Linked DNA regions of Triticum aestivum: region 1 is linked to region 2. A link is a contact called in public Hi-C data. All regions are on one chromosome and are shown on one strand. Each heading gives the region's core, a stretch centred on a gene start, on an enhancer-like site or on the middle of the called end of the contact. The rest is flanking DNA. Distances are from core to core; before and after follow the strand shown. Region 1 holds the start of LOC123080624 (disease resistance protein RGA5). Region 2 holds the start of LOC123080619 (probable glycerol-3-phosphate dehydrogenase [NAD(+)] 1, cytosolic).

Region 1 (6,830 bases), core at 2,643-5,142, 390 kb after region 2:
CGCCCGGAGGAGCGAGGTGGCCCCGGAGGAGGAGGAGAAGAAGAACCCGAAGAAGAACCCGCGTTTGGTGCCCCCGATCTATCTAGCTTGCTATAGATCTATTGGATTAGTTTTTTTAAGTTGTAATTGTTATGCTACTATTATTAAGTTTTTTTAGTACTTTAAGTTGTAAGGCTATCATGGAGTTGTAAGGCTATCGTGGAACTATGGGTTGCAATCATTATGCTTCTATATAATCGTTATGCTACTATATATATTGTGTGTTTCGTGCTATTATTTGTGGATTGCTATGGGTTGTTCTTGCTTATTATTCGTGTATTGCTATGGGTTGCTACGGGCCCGGGTTGCTACACCCCAATCACCACACACACCATCTTCAAAATATTGGCCAAACCATGGACATGCAACTAGGAGCCCCATGCAAACCCACTATGGACATGCAACTAGGAAATGCAAACTAATTTACTGCGGGCACTTCATGCAAGCATGCAACTCATTTAGTTCATAGACATGCATAAAAACAATTAACATTTAGTTTTAGTGCATCAAAAAATGATCCATCACAAAATTTAGTGCAAGAAAAAGGCCAAAGTAAAAAACAAGTAACATTTTATTGGGCCCCATTTTATTTGCCGAAGTTAGAGGTGGGCTGGTGCCCCTACGCGGGTGGGTTGGTCTTGGGCATGGTTATTTTCTCAGGGCCCATTTTCTCACGGCCCAACATCTATTCGGCAGCCCAGTTTTGTTTTTTACTAGAAACTGAATTTGGGTGTGTACTCTGTTAACTGAAGAACAAAAACAGAGGAAACAGAGCATGAACACTGAATAGGGCCCCTGAGAATAACATTACAATAATTCAAGCAAGTTTTGCTTCACACAAATTCAAATTCATCTAACAAATGATCCCTGGCTAACTCAAACTACTGGGCACCCCTGAAACTAGCTGACACACTAACTGAAACTCTAACAAATTCTAGCGATTGATGAACATCAAGTAAAATAAACCCATAGCAATGACACAACCATAAAATGCTCCAGCCATCATATTTGCTTGCTGCTTCAAATCGATCAGATGCTTTAGTTGCTTGCCAATTTTCTTTAATTCACACTTCAGTTCTGCACTGTGCATCATCGGATCGGCTCTGTCCGCCAAATTGGGGGCTTGTTCCACGGCAAGCCGCCCCCCAAAATTGAGCTCTTGGGTTCGGGTTGATCCCTCCAATTTCAACTTTTCAACATAGTCATCGAGCCACTCAAAATGCCCACATTTCTGCGGAACCTGAAAAACAGGGGGCCGGCGGCGCATGAATCCTAGATCCACCACCCAGATCCACCGCCCTAATTCGAGGAAAAAAGAAAGAAATCGGGAGAAATTAGACCATAGGATTGGTCAAGAACACAGATCTAACCTGCCCCGGCTGTGGCTTGCTCAAGCATTTCACAAACTCGCGCCCACGGTTGCCATTTTCTTCCCTCACACAAGTCAAACGCTTCAGAGGCTCCATGCGCGGGCAATCGGGGCATCTTGTCAACGGCAGTGGACCGTACTGCGTCCATGATTGGCGGGAGGCCGAAGTCGAGCTAGACATCACTCGCCGGCGGCGTGCTTCGTTGCCGGAGCAGAGGAAGAAGGAGGTGGGAAAGGAAAGGGGCAGGGCAAGCAATGGAGGGCGCGGGGGGGGGGGGGGGGGGGGGGGGCGGGGCTGGCTCGGGCTCGTGGCTGGCTCGGGTCGGGGCACGCTGATGAGCACGGGCATGCTTGCGTGGATAAGTTGTGGGTCCCACCCTCATGCGAGTAACTGCTAGGTCCCGCGTGTCATAACTCGAATCGCTAACCCCTCGTGTTTTTCATTTCATGGTTAAACAGAGCCATGTCGCATTGGAGCTATTGTTTGCTTCTAAAACGTCGCATCACAGCCATTCATTCCAACAACGTCGCCCTCCTTTCAATTCGCATGAAAAATGTCGCACAGGAGCTATTGGCCCATTTGTTTGGGGCCTCTGCACTCCCGCCACGGCTGCGTACATCGTACTGTCTGTCCTCCATTGGTTCGCCGCCTTGCCACTGCGGCCGCTTGCTCGATTTCCACTGCCGCACTGCTAGCTAGGGCTCGCGGCGTCTCGCGTGTGTCGCTCGCTGTGTTCGCTGGCTGCTCGATCGGTTCATGCTTGGTGCTCGATGGGGCCCAATAGCTGGTTGCATGGCCCATTTAGACAACCATCTGGCCATTTGATTTTTTCTGCATTTTTTTGCATCGAACGTTAGCTAGCCAGCAGCAAACCATGAACGGATACATGTAGAAGCAAATTCTTCTAACCCTAAAAAAATTAGAAGAAAATTCTCCTAAAAAGAACATGTAGAAGCAAATTAGTCATTAGCGGACCCAATGCGTCCGCCGTGAATTAATCAGCCGACCTCCTATATGGAGACGATGAGATCATGAGGTTGGAGAGAAGGCTAGGAACGCGACGGCCATCGCCGACCTGGATTTTTTTTGCGAAAAGGATGATAGACCTATTATAAAGATCCGTCAGAAGTACAAAAAACATTAAACATAATAACAATTAGCCCGGAAAGAAAGTGCTTTGATATTGGTGCTAAACACATGTCCTCTTTTACATAGGGTCCCATGTTATACAGAAAGAGACCCGGTTTTATAAGTTTTTTTTCTCTTCCATGGCAACGACGTCATGGACAACAACCTCCCCTGGGAGGCTGGGACCTGGGACAACCGGTCCAGCTGCAATCCGAAAGCAAATATAACAAGTTGCCCGCTCAAGCACAACCTAGGTAAGCAAGATCATGCTAAGAAGGTAAAAAAGGAGAGAGGAGATTTAGAATGCATTATGCATCCATGACAAATACACTCCATAGAGCTCTACATCAGCGGCCGAGGTAAATTGGTCATTTGTGAATATAAAATACATTATATATTTAAATTAATCAATTCTTGACAAACTTACAATGAACATTTCATTTATAAACAGTTCTCTTTGAATATAGCTTATCTTCTTTTCCTTATGTTGATCTATTTCTGAAGGGATGAACATGTTTCAGAGAAAAATACACTATAATCGACACCAACACAAATCAACTTCTTTGAGGTCAATAGCTCAATTTCTTTAAAATTGAAGTGTAGCACTTCATACATTGATTTTGCATGTTTAAGATTGTCGGCAAATATATTAGATGACTAACACTTCGAGGAATGCCTCGGTGACACACACACATGGAGCGTTTTTTAGTGAAGCAGCAAAATATAGTTTTGAGCCATTAGGCTAGGGGAGTATTTTTATTATTTTCCCCGTTGCAACGCACGGACATTTTTGCTAGTATAGTACAAGTTATAGTAACTCACGTTTGAGAAATGTGAGACAGATACCATTTTTGCCTCAGTAAACATTCCACGCCATTCTGGAACCAGTCTTACAATTCGGAAATAAGAAAACTCAATGGGCGTATGTACCTAGTCAATGTTACAATTTTCTTCGCATGTAGTATGTCTCCGTAACAAGGCATGCCTCTTTTGAGGTTTAATTTTAGTTTGTATGTGTGTGATCCATTTAACTCGAGCTGCAATTTAGCAGACAGTTGCCTCGAGCAGGAATCTCTTCTTTGCTTGATCATGATGTGAACGCTCTTGACATTGGTACGTACCATGCTCAGCTTTAAGACCTAATGCAGTTGTCCAACAGTGGCCAGTCTGGCTCGTACTACCAAGTGGTACCGTAGTATTGAAGCTGGGACCCCGCTGTATGCGGCAGCATAGTGCAGAAGCCCACAGGCTGCAGCTGCACATGACCATGCCGGTTATGTCTCGGTCCGGTTGGTGGCCAAATTGAAGTCTTGTACTGCTCGCTACATTTATCTCTTCCTTACACCCAGCGAACCATCATTAATCTCAACCACCCAGCAACGAGCCAACACACCACGAGTAGAGGCCTTCATAGAGCAGCACGGAGATACCAGCTTCTTCCTCCCCACACCACCGCAATCTCGCAAGTAGAGAAAGAGAGAGATCTAGCTATGGAGATTGCCATGGGGGCTATCGGCCCTCTCCTCCCGAAGCTTGGCGAGCTGCTCATCGGCGAGATCACCCTGGAGAAACAAGTGAGAAAGGGCATCGAATCTCTCATAACAGAGCTGAAATTGATGCAGGATGTTCTCAACAAGGTGTCGAAAGAGCCGGCAGACCAGCTTGACGAGGGGGTCAAGATCTGGGCAGGAAATGTCAAGGAGTTGTCCTACCAAATGGAGGACATCGTTGATGCTTTCATGATGCGTGTGGGGGATGGCGGCGAGTCCACCAACCCGAAGAACAGAGTCAAGAAGATACTCAAGAAGGTCAAAAGATTATTCAAGAATGGCAAGGATCTCCATCGGATCTCCGATGCTCTTGAAGAAGTTGTTCTTCAAGCGAAGCAGTTGGCCGAGCTGCGTCAAAGGTACGAGCAAGAGATGCGGGACACTAGTGCTAATACTAGTGTTGACCCTCGCATGATGGCCTTGTACACAGATGTGACAGAGCTCGTCGGCATTAAAGAAACACGGGACAAGTTGATCAAAATGTTGACTGAAGGTGATGATTGGTCGAAGCATCCGTTGAAGACGATATCTATTGTTGGATTTGGTGGGTTAGGCAAGACGACTCTTGCCAAAGCAGCATACGACGAGATCAAAGCGAAATTTGATCGTGTTGCTTTTGTCTCGGTTTCGCAAAACCCTAAAATGAAAAAGGTTTTGAAGGATATTCTCTATGGACTTGACAAGGTCAAGTACGAAAACATACATAATGCAGCGAGGGACGAAAAGTATCTCATAGACGATATAATTGAATACCTTAATGACAAGAGGTATGTACGTATGCTTTTTTCCTCTTATACACACCGATTACCATTTCATCTAGTAAAATAGTGACATCGTTTAATACTAGTGCATATGCATCTTGATAGCATATTGTTAATTTATACTTTTCATGTAAATTTCTATAGTTATTATATAAATCATATAATGTAATAATTAGTGAGTGCATATTTTTAAGGTAATTAAAAATATATATTCTAGGTCGACGATCTCAATTATGTGTGTGTGAGTGGGGGGGGGGGGGGGTAATACAATTCTCTAATTATGCAATTTGGTCGAGTTTGCTTAGAACTAATTTATCCAAAGTAATATAATAATATATTATTTTGTTATCTTCATTGTATTGATTTGTTAACTAATTATTAAATGCATTCATAAAGGTATCTCATCGTAATCGATGACATATGGGATAAAGAAGTGTGGAAATCAATCAAGTGCGCTTTCTCCAAGAAGAGCCCTGGAAGCCGACTAATCACGACAACCCGCAATGTTAGTGTCTCTGAAGCATGTTGCTCTTCTGAGGGTGATATTTATAGGATGGAACCCCTTTCTGATGATGTATCAAGAACACTCTTCTATAAAAGAGTATTTTCTCATGAGGAAGGGTGTCCCCAAGAGTTGGTGCAAGTATCCAAAGACATTTTGAAGAAATGTGGTGGCATACCATTAGCTATTATTTCTATAGCAAGTCTTCTGGCTAATAATCATCAGATTAAAAAAAAGGACCAATGGTATACCTTGCTTAATTCCATTGGTCGTGGATTGACAGAAGATCAAAGTTTGGAGGAGATGAAAAAGATATTATTATTCAGCTATTATGATCTACCCTCATATCTGAAACCTTGTTTATTATATCTTAGCATCTTCCCAGAAGACCACAAGATTATGAGAGATAGACTGATATGGAGATGGATATCCGAAGGTCTTGTTTACAGTGATAAAGAAGAAACTAGCTTATATGAGCTCGGTAATAGCTACTTCAATGAGCTAGTAAATAGAAGTATGATCCAGCCAATAGGCATTAATGTTGAAGGAAATGTAGAAGGTTGCCGTGTACATGACATGGTGCTTGACCTTATATGCTCATTATCAAGTGAAGAAAACTTTGTCACAATACTAGATGACACCAGAAGAAAAATACCTAACTCAGAGATCAAGGTTCGCAGATTGTCCATTCAAAATACCAAGATAGATGTGGATACCACTAGGATGGAACATATGAGATCTCTTACCATTTTCACAAGTGATGTTGTTGGGAAAGTGTTGGATATTTCAAGCTTTCAAGTTCTGCGCGTGTTGGATTTAGAAGGTTGTAAAAATGTCTCAGATGTTGGGTATGTGGGGAATCTGTTGCATTTGAGGTACTTGGGGCTAAAAGATACTCATGTTAAGGACCTTCCGATGGAAATAGGGAAGCTGCAGTTTTTGCTTACCTTGGACTTGAGAGGGACTAAGATAGAAGTACTGCCATCGAGTGTTGTTCAACTAAGACGTCTAATGTGCCTGTATGTTGATTATGATATGAAGCTGCCATCTGGGATAGGTAACCTGGCATCCCTAGAAGTGCTAGATGACCTGGGGTTATCTGACGTGGACCTTGATTTTGTGAAAGAATTGGGCCATCTGACCAAGCTCAGGGTGCTCCGGCTTGATTGCTATAGTTTTGATGAGAGCCTGGGTAAAGCTTTGAAGGAATCCATTAGTAATATATACAAACTGGACAGTCTAGACGTATATGTCGATGATGGACTCATCAATTGCCTGAGCGAAGATTGGGTGCCTCCTCCACAACTCTGTAGATTGGCTTTCCAGTCAGATGTAAGTTGGTTCAAGACATTGCCGCCATGGATTAATTCTTCATTGCTTCCTCTCCTCTCCTATCTGCATATAACGGCGTTCAAAGTGCGACCGGAGGACATCCAGCTTCTTGGCATGCTGCCTTCTCTTCGTGTTCTCTGGGTGATGG
Region 2 (6,769 bases), core at 2,256-4,755:
CAGAAATACCCTGTCCAATGAAATACACAGAGTTTATACTCAGTTAGTGCATGCCATGCAAAACGCTAAAGCGAACCAACAACTCACAAGCAAAATGGGAACCATTATAGATGACAGGGATTATCAAAATAACTACATAGTAAGAATATCCCGAAGGTTTAATATCTTTTCTAGGTTTTACTTTTCGATATTATTATTCAGACATGCTCAGCAATCAGAGAAACTTCTGGAAGAAAAGAAAAGAACACTGCTATGACAGAACCTGAATCATCCCCTTTCCCTTGATACTGTCACCCATATCGAGCCTGAGTTCTCCCTTCGCTAGCATTTGCCCGTACCATGCATTGCGCCCTTTCAGGAGAGTTACGTAAGTGTCAGCCAGCAGAGGGCCGGCAAGTTTCTCTGGCTGTTCTGTCAGTAGATGGGTAATGAATATCATTTCTGACGTGCAGTGAGCAAAATACACTGATTTGCTTGTTGCACTCTCGTTTGTTAAAGCTGCCACCATTCCTGAAACAGAGAAGAGAAGGTTCTGCTTGAGCTGGGAACATAGCACATAGTAGCAAATACCTTGCCGAGAAAGAAAGCAAACACTTCTTTTAAGGCAAGAAAAGGCAAATAACTAAACACCAGTGGGTATCCTAGAATAATAGCGAAACAAGTGTTTAAATTGCCATGAAGCTTCTCCGCTTAGATGTTCTTTCTGTATAATATCAGGACATATACTTTTTGTACATAAAATGGAAGGATATATATATCCCTTCTTGTGAATATCCTGTGAATTAATGATCACTCTACTTTTTTTACTTTACAAACGAGGTTGCTTCCTGTGATTTCAAGTTAGCCTGTCCATACACTACTGCGACAACAGATCATGTTGATCATTAAACAGATCAAGTAAACTCACACATATCTGTGCCTTCTTCAATAATTAAATGCCATACAAGGTAGGACCGTAAAAGCATAAATTAACAAATATAATGACAATATATTAATGTCCCTATTTCGGTGAGCTAAATTCTAATATTCGAAGAAGACAAAAAGACGCTTACCAGCACCAATAGCATATACGTTCTTCAGTCCGCCCATAACCTCATGAGTGACAATGTCACTGTTATCCCAAACAATGAAATGTGGTTGCCTCAAAAACTTGGCGAGAGTTTTCCTCCACTTGGTGGATCCGCAGATTCGAGCATTTGCATATTCTTTGTTATAAATTTCCGAGGCAATGTTTGGTCCTCCAAGATAGAGTATATTCTCAGTTGGAACGCCAGCTGCAATTCATTTTAAAATATCAGATTTCGAGTAATTTAGATATATAAGGCAAGTACTGAACTCAGGCAATAAAGTTTAATTATGTGAGCCAGATGGGTACTTGTCAACATTAAAACATCTGTCGGCCAAGTCAGAAGATGTGCATCATGTCATTATCATGGCGTATAGTGCTTTGGCGTTAGCTCTTCAAATCGAACAGGGTACTTGATGTGATTGAGTATAAGAAATGGTAGGTGATGTATACCCAAGGGGTCACTATGCTAACTGTCATAAATTAAGTACATGAGTCCAACAGTGCATGTCAAGATCAAAACGTCTTTCGATGAAATCAGAACATATAGCATACGCTATGAAATCACTCTTTGTAGCATACTCATGCTTAACATGAAAACTGACTCCAAATCCTAGATGTACAGTTTACGCTACTTCTGTATAAAATCAAGTTGGACATCAAATCCATCCCAGGTGAGTAGCAAAAAGATAAAATCTGACAAATAATAAATCAACAGGAAAAGTCAACATCTGTTTTCATACAAGCAAACTTCAAATGCAATAGGCTGATGTGATTGGGTAAACTGAAGGTTGGTGCATATCTACAAAGTGTCAAAGTCACTATGCTAAGTGCAATAATTATGCAGGTCATGGCAACAGAAAAGTACTAAATATGTATTTGTTTTTTCCAACTGTAAATTGACAACTAATCAGACCAAAAGACTACAGAAGAATCTCATGTGCTGAAATGATTGCCATGAACTGCAGACCAAAAGACTACAGCAGAATCTCAAGTCTTAAGCATGTTTTTGCTTTGATCAGACGTATTCTTTCATAAAGCTTTCACTCAAAAGTTGGTCTCCAGAAAGTTCTCTATATTTCCCTCTCATCAAACAGTGAGTTGCAATCACTGCAGTAGAAAATAACTGATGCACTTTCTCTCCCTCATGGATACCAAATGATTGCACACATCAATATAGATGAGAATATATGTGACCAACAAACACAAAGCAAGATACATGCTTACCTGCGGAACTGATCATTTGTGTAGGCGTGATGATACGAGGAATTGGGTCCAAGGAGGCTTCTATCCCCTTTGCAAGGGAAATGATGACCGGAACGCTGATCCGCTCCTTCCAATACTTGCTGAGCTCCTCGAACACCTCCCTCGTCTCAGTGGACGGCAGCCCATTGACCACAATGTCAGCATCCCAGACAGCTTCCTGCAGGTTGGTGACCACCTTCAACGGGCAGAGGGGCGTGTCGACCATGTTCAAACAGAACCCATCCCTCAAGATCTCATCGGCGTACAAGGTCCGGTCTCCCAGCCGCGCCTCGACGTACTTGAGGTAGGCGCAGCGGCGGATGAGACGCCTCAGCACGTCCTCCCTCGAGTTGATCACGTCGAACAGATGCTCGGCGGTGGACCGGTCCACCGCCCGCCCCTGCCGGCGCCACACCCGTATCTGCACCTTCTCCCTGAAGTGGCCGTAGGCATCCTGCAGCAGAGCGGCGAAGACGCTGCCCCAGGCGCCGGCGCCGATGCTGACGATCTTGAGCAGGTCGCCGTCGGACTTGCCGAGCAGCCGGCGCAGCTCGTCCAGCCGCTCCTCGGTGCCGTTGGCGCCGTTCACCGCTCCGTTGACGTGCACGCTCCCGACCATCTCGCCCTTGTAACCCAATCCGGCAGATCAGAAATGGCTGAAAGGTGCGTGTGCTCTGGTCGGCAATCGATCGAACACCTTAAGCGCGCGCCCAGGGTCGCGAGTTCGCTCACCAACCTCGGACCTAAACACTCCAGTCCCCCGAGAAAGTTCCAGGAGCTGGTTATCCACCACCACCTACACTCACAGAAGGTGGAACAGTAATCAAACGCAAGACGTTGGAGCACTGCACCCCGGCGCAAGAATAAGTAAGCGGATCGAAGGGAGCAGAGCAGGCCGGACGGGGGCGTTTATGTGCTCACCCACCTCCAGCTCGAGGACCCCGGGGGCGGAGCTGGCCGGGCGGGAGGCAGCCGGCGCCGCGGTGAGGTGGCGGGATGGACGGATGGATAAGTGATGAGGTGGAGGTGGGGTTGGGTGGATGGACGGAAGCTTGGGTTGGCTGGCGTTTAGTAGACGGGGGAGGTGGGTGGCGGCATTGATGGAGGGGATGGGTGCCGCAGCCAACCATGCAGTGGCCGCCATTAATGAGTGGGGGAGGCGGGGCGCAACGGTGTCGCCGCTGCTTCCCGAGCTGCCCGTGCTCCTCTGTCCCGGGGGAGACGACGACTTAGTGTTCGCACAGAAAAAAAATCAACTCCGGTAAACGGCACGTACAACTAAACTAATCATGGGCCGGCCGCCCGGCCCGCGACCCGGCCCGAGCCTGGCCCAAAAATACCAGGCCATGCTTGCCGTTTGGGCTGGGTTTTTTAGGGGTGTTTCGGCTGGGTGTTAAGGGGCTGATTTGCAGTCCAAAAGTGCATTCAGTCAGTCTGGGCTTCACTTTCTCAACATTTCGGGCCGGGCCGTTGGGCTTCATGGCAGTAAAAAGAACATTGTTTGGGCCGGGATTTTGGGCTTGTTTTCAGGCTGGGCTATGGCTTGAGAAGAGGGACATCTAGACTTCGAATCAGGCCCGGCCTTGTAGTCTAAGTGTTCAGGCTTCTTCAAGCCCGGCTCGTAAAGGGAAATATGATCAGGTCGTACAACTTCTATAGCCCATGATGCAACCGAAAGTGATGTTGCCCCTCCCTCATGTATCCCCCTCTCAAGAAAAGTGATTCTGATTCTAAAAAAAAAGTGATTCTAACACAAGGATTTGAACACAATACTAAAAAACAGAAAATAACAATAAAATTTGTTGTGATGTGTTGTAACTGAAACCAATTCGTGCCCAAATAAAAAAAGACTAGCTCGATGTGTCCGGGATTGAAAGTTTTCGTGCCCAAACATAGATTTGCTCCATGAATTTAGTTTCTAGCTAGGGTCGGTAGTCTAGCTACCATGCCGAGTGCAACGAGAGGGAAACTTCTCAGCACATTTTCTTCTTCTGCCCAGTTGCGAGAGTTGCTTGGCGTACTGTTGGCTCGGTGTTTGGAACCGATCTTTGTCCCAATAATTTGTGGCGGTTTTATTCTTGGTGTTATATGTTTCTGCCACCTGGTACTAAGTTCTATACTTTTGGTCCGGGCGACCGGGAACTGCAGCAACCGTGTGACCTTTGAGTTTTAACATTCAAGATCACCTTTTGAAGTGATGTTTTCCTCTTGTGTGTTTCTGAATTATTGGATAGGTTTGCTGAAAAATGAAGATGAAGGTGCAATGAGGCTGGGTACGATGATGCTCAGAAAAAGTGCGACCAACATGATGCGGATTTGTGCTATCATTCATGACGACTCGGCCACAAGTTGAAAGAGAAGCTTTCCATCTATGTGTCGGCCTGCAGTTTCTTCATGCCTAGTCTCATCTTTTGGTTGCTACCTTGTTTGCTCCTTTGTGGGTGTTAAACTTTTGGCTCATGCGTGAGCATTAAACTCCTTCGGTTGGGCTAGTTTTTGAGTGTTGCCTGGTTTTCGTCTCATAGTGGGTATTTCGACGGCGAGCACCTGCGGTGGGTTTCCCGACGATGCTAAACTCACTTTCCCCTTCTCCATCCCTTGAAACTCTTTCTGGTTCAGATGCCTGTATTTCCGTTATTCAGTCAATGGAAAGCGGTTATGCCCCGTTAAAAAATACTACCATGCCCGAGATTGCGTGTATTAAAAAGACTGGACCAGCCAGATGTATACAAATAGATGACAAATTGAAATAAAGGAAGCTCCAGCGTCTCTCGCCATTCAAGATTAGGCAGTTTGGCCTCGTCCTGTGTTGGAATGAAAAGCAATTCCACCACTACTCCTGATATCTCATATTTCCATGTGTTTTTGTATATTCCATTCATATTCTTCTCTCGCTTTATTGATATTCTTACTGACTACGAAACATGTGATGTCATAAGGTAGTGCTATCAATATATTGAAACAAAATGAAACCATATTATTTGTTCTATTTTTTCTTTTGTATGGGATAAATTTATTCCAGTGACGATGAAATGGTATATATAAGTAGATAACGTTCTTCATATAAGAAAGGGCTGGAGTGGTGTAAGTAAGGAAAGATTGTATGCACAAGTGGAGATTGGTGATGTAGATTTTTTTTACCTTTTTTTTAGAAGAACAGAGTTGCAAAACTGGGCCAGAACTTCTCTTGGTGTGGGTTCAATGGTGTCTTGTTATGGACTCCGATCCATTGAGACTGGCTAGGCTCTATTCGATGGTATAGTGGCACAAGTGGTACTTCTTCTCTCTAGGAAAGAAGGTGATTCTGCCACAAACTATATTATCTGAACCCAGAATTTCATAAAAAAGATAGTGATAAAATCTGAATCTGGGATTTCAAAAAGATAGTGATAAAAAGTGATTGCGATGGATCAAATTCAAACTGACCCCGAAAAACAGTAAGATCAGAGAAAGGCCACGTGCCTCTTTTTTGATTGGCACTAGTGTGGTAATCCTGTAATCTAGCTACCTGTGGCAAGTTCGCAACTACCCAAAGAACCAGCCAAACAGATAAAAATAAATGGCAAGTCACAATAAAGAAAGCTCCAGCATCATCCACACGCAACACTCTAATGGGTAGTTCCTCTATTACTCATGATGCCTCCTATTCCCCAGTGTTCTAACATCTTCCATATTCCTCTCTTTGATCTGTTCATGTGAATACCACCTATTTGATGAAATAAGCTAGTACCACTAACATGTTAAAAGGAGTGGACGGTGGAGTTGTTCTGTAGAAAAGGAAGCAGTGGCAACTTGTTGAAAAAGAATGCATGAGATGATGGATCTGTTTGTATTGAAGATGAAGTGGTATATATAAGAAGACAAAACTATTCTTATAAGAAGTAAAGACTGGTGTGGTATAGAAAACGAAAGCATTGTATACACAGGTGGAGGCTGGTGGTGGAATACATTTTTTTTTACTTTATAGCGCTCTTATACACGTGCAATATCAAATAAATTAGCCACATACCAGATATTGAAAAATGATGCAAGGTTCACAAACAAATAGCTACCCAATATCACCCTTGTTCAGGATTATCTATTTTTCTGGTTGGCACTAAGGGGTATTAATTGTATCAGTCTACAGTGTTAGTGGCTTAATGTCACTCACTGCAATAAATAAAAATAATTATAATAAAAAATATGACAAAAATAAAAGTGCATGCATCGTTCATTACAAGAATTCATTTCAAAGTTACATTTTTGGGAAATTTTCAAATGACGCACGTACCACACGAGTGATTCTAGCACTTTCTCTATCAACCGTGACAAAATGTGTGAACAAACTCTAATCGTCAGAGGGGAGAGGACATTCATTCTTTCGCTCACCTCTGCTGCCCCCTCGTCTTTGCCGACCTCTCGAGCATCGAGAGGCAATGAAACCATACATTAACACTATAGATGACAATTTCAAAGAAT

What was found. A called contact is a pair of places that touch in the nucleus more often than the background predicts.
Region 1: a Hi-C map of leaf shows a contact between it and region 2, with 4 times the contacts expected there. The contact joins the promoter of LOC123080624 here to the promoter of LOC123080619 in region 2. A contact is called at or near these places in 2 of 5 Hi-C or Micro-C datasets (both in leaf).

Annotation. Positions count from the first base shown.
Region 1 is chr3D:577,847,326-577,854,155 of IWGSC CS RefSeq v2.1, forward strand. LOC123080624 (disease resistance protein RGA5) reads left to right here and starts at 3,893. Exons shown (of 5, transcript XM_044503554.1): 1 at 3,893-4,854; 2 at 5,245-6,830. The coding sequence starts at 4,028.
Region 2 is chr3D:577,456,427-577,463,195 of IWGSC CS RefSeq v2.1, forward strand. It overlaps LOC123080619 (probable glycerol-3-phosphate dehydrogenase [NAD(+)] 1, cytosolic), which reads right to left and starts at 3,506. Exons shown (of 6, transcript XM_044503552.1): 1 at 3,233-3,506; 2 at 2,294-3,107; 3 at 1,053-1,274; 4 at 263-510; 5 at 1-10. The coding sequence starts at 2,930.